Regions from separate parts of the Pan troglodytes genome. Here region 2 is linked to region 1. A link is a contact called in public HiChIP or PLAC-seq data. All regions are on one chromosome and are shown on one strand. The core of a region is the stretch at or near the end of the contact, and the rest is flanking DNA. Distances in the headings are between cores, read along the strand shown.

Region 1 (3,333 bases), core at 671-3,170:
TGACCGCGGCGCAGAACCAGGGGTCGCTAACCAGCTTAGCCACAGGATTCTCCCGCAGGATGGGATAAAGAGAGCACAGCCCCCACCCCACACCCCTGCCACTGGAACGCGGTCCTCCTACAGACACCTTCCCCAAAAAGGGAGGTGGGGGCGCAGGCTTTTTTCTCTTAAACTAAGTGAATAAACACGAATCGGAAACAACTGTGAACATCCTGGGGGGCCAGACGGAAGGCGTGAGGAGAAAGACCAGGCGGCTCTCCAACTCCCGAGGAATCACCATCCTGACACGCCAACAATCAACCACCAGGGCCAGGGGCCGACCAGGGGCCCCCGCTCCCCTCCCGCAGTGCGTCTGGGGGGCCGAGGCCAAGGATTAGAGGGGTGACCCTCCCGGGGCGCGGGGAGAGGGAGTGCCGGGCACGGTGCCCTCAAGGTCACCACGCGCCGTGGCGGGGGCGACCGGTGGCGGGATGGGCTGTGGCGCGGCCGAGGCGGCTTCGTGAAGCCGAAGACCTGCGGGTGTAGACCAGAAGCCCCAACGAGCCCCATCCCTCGGGCCCGGAGCAGCGACTCCCAGACTGACCCGGCGCTGAGGTGCACAGCGAGAAGCCCGCTCACCTTCACAATCTCCCAGCAAGAGGCAACCTGCGAGGGGCCCCGACCGCCCCCGTCAGCTTCTCCCGAATCCGGCGCAACCCGCCGCGCACCCAGCTATCAGGACCCCCGCCGCGACGCCCGACCTCTGTGCTCCGCCTGGCCTCCCCCGCAGGTGACCTGCCCCGCCGCCCCCGGCCGCGGGCGGGCGGCGGCCGCCACTCACCTCGCCCGGCAGTGGGAACCATTTTCCGAGGGGGAAGGAAAGGCAGGCTGCGGGAGGGTCGCGGGGCGGTGAGGGGCAGCGGGAAACGCAGAGGATGGGGGCTCCGTCCTCAGCGCGTCCGCAGCCGGCTCGCAGGGCTCGGGGCGCCACGCGGAGGTGCAGCTGCACCTCGGGGATGGGGCGGCCAAGGAGCCGAGAGGCTCGGCGTCCACCAGCCGGGGCTCCCTACTCACGCTGCACTGCGAGGAGGCGGCGGCGGCGGCGGCAGCGAAGGAGGAGGAGGCGGCGCCCGGCCGTCCCCGCCCAGAGCCCGGCAGCCACCGAGTGGCCGCCCGCGTCCCCGCAGGACCCGCCTCCTCCGCTCCGCAGAGCGGCACACAGGGCGCGCCGCGCTCGCTCGGCACGGGCAGCTCAGCCGGCCTCACGCCGCCGTCCGCAACAGCAGCCGCGGGCGGGGTGCAGCCACCTCCGTGAGCGCCGCAGCCCGCCCCGCTCGGGGCGGGGCCCGCGGGCACCGAAGAGCGGACGGCCGAGCACGAGGGGGCTGCGCGCAGCTCCGGGCAGGGACCCCGTCTGCACCGGGTGGCCTGCAAGATTGCCGGGGTAGGCAGGGGGAGGAGAACGCTCACCCGTTCCGGTCTGGCGCTCCCTTCTCTCCACACCCACACGCCTCCCGCTCCACGCTGGCGGCGCAGCTGCTCCCGCTGCCACAGCCGCCACCGCCGCCGAAGCTCGCGCCGCCGCCGCCGCCTTGGCTGAGCGCGGTCACGTGACGCGATCCGCGGGGAGCCTGGGGGCGGGCGAGTGCGCGCGCGCGCGCGCGGAGGAACCGCGGCTCGGACCGGGACTGGGAGCTGAGCGGCACTGGGAGGGCGTTTAAGGGGAGGACCCGGCGAGCGCGCCCTCGGCTGGCGAGCGCGCGCCTGGCGATTAGAACTTGCCGCGCGGTCGGGAAAGGGTGGCCGGAGTGAGGGGCGGAGGTGGGGACTTGCGCCTCCGCACGCCCCTCCCTTTCTTCCTTCCCCTGAGCGCCTTGGCTTGCCGCTGCCCCCGCCCCCCCCAGCGCGCCCCTTCCCTCCTGCCGCAGCCTGCGATTGGCTGAGAGACTCTGACGTCCGTGTTTCCATGACGTGTTGGTGCAGGAGGGAGCGGCGGGGGAGGAGGGGGTGGCTCAGGCGCGCGGGGAGGTGACTCCGTCAGTCACAGCTGCTGTTTCGGCGCGGGGCCGGGCCGCTGCCGCGACGTGTGGAGGCAGGAGAGCGATGATTGCCGCAGGAGAAGTGCGGGCGCCCTTCACCTGGGGCCCCTCCCGAACCGCCCCCGGGCCCATGCCCCTCCAGGGCCCAGGAGCGAGCCAGCGGGAGGGCGAGGGCGAGCGCTCCTGGCGAGGACAGATTAAGGCGAACCCCCAGTCAGCGGACATTTGAGCGGCTCCTCGCCGCGTCTCTGCCCCCACTCCAAACCGGACTCGACGCCTGTCCCGGGCCGTGACGCACGCACCGGAGGACAAAAGTGCTTCTCGGCTCGCTCCCTCTTTGGGGAAGAGAGCTCACTCCCCATGCGGGCGCGGGACACCCCATCTCTGTTCCTGCCGGTCGGGTCCGCAAACACCGGGGATCCCAGCTGCGGCGCCCAAAGGGTTAACGCAGGCGTTCGGCCAGTGCAAACCGGCCTCGCATGATCCGCGCTTAAAATCCGGGTGTTTTCATTTTGGGTTTGTTTCTTCTACTATGCCAAGCTGGTAGCTCTCTTTTAATTCTCTTGTAACATCTCAACCCTGCACCCATCTTTCCTGAGGGGAAAAGGAAACGGGATAACTTGCGGTATTTCGATGCTCAAAGGTAACCGGCGGCTCTGCTCCAACCTTCAAGAGATTTTGCAAGTTGAAAAAAAAAAAACCATCCTTCGTAACATCTACTTAAAAAAAAAAAAGCAAGTTTTCCTTCTTGTACACGCATATACACAGTAAAGATGTGTATCTTACCTAAGATACCGCGCTTCATCTTCATCTAATCTTTATTTGAACTCACCGTCGCCACTGGCCCAGAGACCTTGTCAGTGTTATTTTCAGTATCAGTTAATCAGAACAAAAAGATAAGTTCTGCAATCTTCTTTCTCTTAATTCCAGAACTGGAAAATTAATATTTATATAGCCTCCTCAAAAGCATACAGGCAATAGGAAGTATGGTATTATGTTCACGATCTGATGATAGCATTTGTTTTAAAATATTTTAAAAGATTAGACACAGAATGTGTAAAAGACGTTTAAAAGTGAATAAATATAAATCAATGCTGTTGCAAATAATTTTTTTATCAGTTTATGTATCTCACTAGGCTTGACGTTACCAGCCTTCTGAGCTGTGCCCTTGATGTGTAAGATAAACGAACATTGAACAGAATGATAGCATTTTTCCTCTCTTCAGTCACTGATGGAGAATTGGTTAATGTGGTACAATAAATAGCCCTTCCAGACACTATTTCAAATCTTTTTAACAGAAGAATAACCTAAATTT
Region 2 (3,424 bases), core at 501-3,000, 360 kb after region 1:
CTGGCTAGTGAGGCAGGGGCCCCTTTGAAATGTGAATTTATCCTTTCAAACGTGAGGATCTATTTATCCAGTAATCTATTTTTAGGGTCAATATTTTTTACTTCACACATTATAAAATAATAGATGCTTAGTAAAATCATGAGAAAAAATTTTATAGTATAATAAACAGTACAAAAAATATATGTTTCTGTCTGATAAATCAGAGGTACTGTTTATATTTACATTTTGCTGGGTCTTTTTCTCTGTATTAAAGTGTGTTTACTTTTCCGGTTTGTTTTAATTCTGTTTATTTTAAATTTTAATAATCTCATGCTAATATTGTAACAATGCAAACAATAAAGAAGTATATGTAATACAAAGAAAAACTCTCTCTTCACTTTGTCCAGCCCCACTGCTCTGTATAGAATAAACCCTTTTCCTTATTTGAAGTGTGACCTTCCAGATGTGTCCTTTTGCATTTAGGCATTTATATATATTTGTCCATGCAGATAATTTCAAATGTAATTTATATATGATATATAGATAGGATATATAAATGGATGTATATGTGTAGGTGTATATGTCCATATATATGATATATGCAAATACATGTTATGTTTTTGTACTTAACATTATATTTAGAGGGCTTTTCTGTGTAATGAAACACATTTAATAAAAATATAGTTCTTCACACAGCCATTTTGTAATTCATTAAATTATGACATATTAATAGGACAATTTCTTTAAATATTTTAAAATTTAACATTGCTATGGACATGCATCTTTGATTATCTTTTTCAAACAAATTTCTGAATTAAAATAGGTAGGTCAAATAGTATAAACTGTTTCATGACTATTGATGTAAATGTTTTCCTCTATTTTAATAAACGTATCTCCCAAATAAATACGTGTATCTTTAATATTTCTTGATTTTACAAATCTGGAAATCAGAACAGATAAAAAAATTCCTTTTTATCTTTCAGTCTGGGAATCTATCTACCGGAAAGCAACATGAGCCAGAAATGTCACAGTCACTGGCTCTCAACTTTTTCTGCATAATGGAATCCTCAAGGGATTATTAACAAATAATGCTGGCTCCCACCCTTCAGATATTCTGATTTAATTGGGATGGGTGCAACCCGGACACTGGGATTTTAAAAAGCTCCCCGGGTAATTCTAATTTGCAGCAAAGTTTGGAAACCATCCTCATAGAGCATTCAACCATTAGAAGATACCCAGACACATGTGGCCAAGAGGTCAAATGAAGGTCACTGGACAGATTTCTATGCTTGTTATTTAGAATAAGAACTATTTCTTCTGGTAGTGAAAACATTGCCGATAGATACGCTGCTGATAGTATTCAAAACTACTCATCACCTTGACTCTCAAAATAAATCCAACTACAAAAATAGGATTGACCTAACCTAATACTGTAATACTCTAAAGCACTAGATTGTAAAAGCATCTTCCCCAACGACTGCTGGAGAGTTTGGAAAAAAGCCTCCCCTTTTTGCAAATTGATTTTTGTCTTGGCTGTAGTGTTTGCTTGTTTAAGCATTAATGACTTGATTTGGAAAGAAATAGCTTCCTGTATGGCCCAGATTAAGAAAAGCCATCTTTATTCTGCCAGAAATTGTGTACAAATGCTAGCATGTAAACAGTGCAACCCGTGACATTTTTTTTTACACTCAAACAGGCAAGGTGACACACATGGCTTAAGGGCTAAAAGAAACATGAGAGCTGTAACGCAGTTACAATCGGAAGTGCTAAATTTCCCTTGGGACCATAAGGAAAGCTTCCTGCTCTTTGTAGATTGGCCTATTATTGGAATACATTTGCCCACAGTTAATTCTCAAAGTAATTAAATGGAAGGAAGTGATTAAATCACCAAGAAAAAAGTGACTGCTGCATCTGAAGCATTCAGACAGATTGTTGGTTAGTCATGAACATTAGTTAAGGAAGCATCTGCCAATTAACCTGGGCTACTAAATATGTGTGTGTGTGTATGTGTAAGCAAATAGTGTTGAAATATGAAATAAATCTCTAGTCTGACTAAGAACAGGAATTTTAAAAGTCACAGATACTTTGGTAGCATTATGGTAAACATATATTGTACATAGTCTTTAGCCAATTTAGTAAAGCAGTATTATATTTTCTCCCCAATGACTTATAAATGGAAAAAATTATTTAATTGAACTGAACTGAAAGTAGAACAAACAAATACTAACATGTCTTTGATAAATGTTAGTTTTATCATGCCACTTCCATTTTTAGTGGATTCAGGAAACCTGGTTGTTAATCTTACTGTTTTCTTATTACTCAATTTTGGGCAAGTTACTTGACCTTTTAGAGTTTCCATAAAATAAAGGGATGGGGCTGCAGGATGTTTAGGTTTCTTCTAGCTCTAAAAAGCTATTGGTCTAAGAAAAAATAGAAAAACACAACCAGAAATCACATGTGAAATTATTAAAATTCAAGATATTATCAAAATAAATATGAGTGGAAAATAAAAGATACATAATGGAATATGTTACATACATATCTGTAACAATCACAAAATGAAATTTCGTGTTCTTCAAGAACTTTGTGTTATGAACAGGAATCCAAAGCAGTATCAATGAGAATCATCTAAAGATATCCATTTTTCTGTGCCTCTCTGCATTTCTCAATGATTTCGTGCATTGAAAATGCATTACATTTTCATGATTTCATGCATTTAAATGAAGTAGTTCTAAACAGTTACCAAAAATTGTCCTTTTAAAGTAACGGTCTGTACTTATAAAATAACTTTAAGACAGATGCACAAAATTAGATAATGAGTCTTGTCTTGGTGGCAACAAGAAAATAAAGTGTCTGCTCTTTGGAGATGGAGTGCATTAGCTTTTTTAGGCCATCTGTGCATTGTTAGGAACTTCTCTCTTTTAATACTCTGAAAAAAATTAGAATGGTTCTCTCATTGCAAAATGATCTGATTGTCCTATCCTGGCTCGGTTATTTTGGCCTAATTAATCATCAGGGTAGATTGTTGCATACTTGATTTGGTCATGGTGATTGAGGATATGTGGGTGGGCAGAATTATTCAATTGACTAGAATACTGTTAACTTTTTATGCATCTATTTAATTTTAACAAACATTAACTGGGCTCCTGCTATCAATATTATATACCATGGACACAAAATTATGTAACCTCAAATGCTTCTTCTTTAGTAACTCATGGTAAAGAGTTAAGTTGAGGGACAAAAATAATTATATAAACTATAACAATAATGTTATTCTGTATTCTACTAGGATTAAAATCAAATTGTTTTGGGACAGCAGAGGATGAAGAAACTCATTTTGACTGAAGTTATTGGATGAGACATGGCTGTGGACAACTTCAGAGAAGATATATTTAAGCAGAACCTTAAACTTATGTCAGAATTTTTAATCACCAGAGATCAGCAA

The links. HiChIP or PLAC-seq counts read pairs in DNA pulled down with a chosen protein or histone mark.
Region 2: an H3K4me3 HiChIP or PLAC-seq map of stem cell-derived excitatory neurons shows a contact between it and region 1, with 6 times the contacts expected there. The contact joins two enhancer-like sites. A contact is called at or near these places in 1 of 7 Hi-C or Micro-C datasets (stem cell-derived neural progenitor cells) and 1 of 1 datasets of contacts at active chromatin or transcription factors (stem cell-derived excitatory neurons).

Annotation. Positions count from the first base shown.
Region 1 is chr10:96,524,626-96,527,958 of NHGRI_mPanTro3-v2.0_pri, forward strand. No RefSeq gene overlaps it. Among named protein-coding and RNA genes, the nearest start is that of ATP2B1, 54 kb to the left of the region's middle. Within about 2 kb of position 1,921, at least 20 of the 24 cell types and tissues checked have an H3K27ac peak or open chromatin away from gene starts, as enhancers often do. A contact at or near this core is called in stem cell-derived excitatory neurons, where this site is marked.
Region 2 is chr10:96,886,876-96,890,299 of NHGRI_mPanTro3-v2.0_pri, forward strand. It overlaps LOC100613094 (a long non-coding RNA gene), which reads left to right. Exons shown (of 9, transcript XR_010148103.1): 4 at 3,269-3,424. Among named protein-coding and RNA genes, the nearest start is that of ATP2B1, 420 kb to the left of the region's middle. Within about 2 kb of position 1,751, at least 2 of the 24 cell types and tissues checked have an H3K27ac peak or open chromatin away from gene starts, as enhancers often do. A contact at or near this core is called in stem cell-derived excitatory neurons, where this site is marked.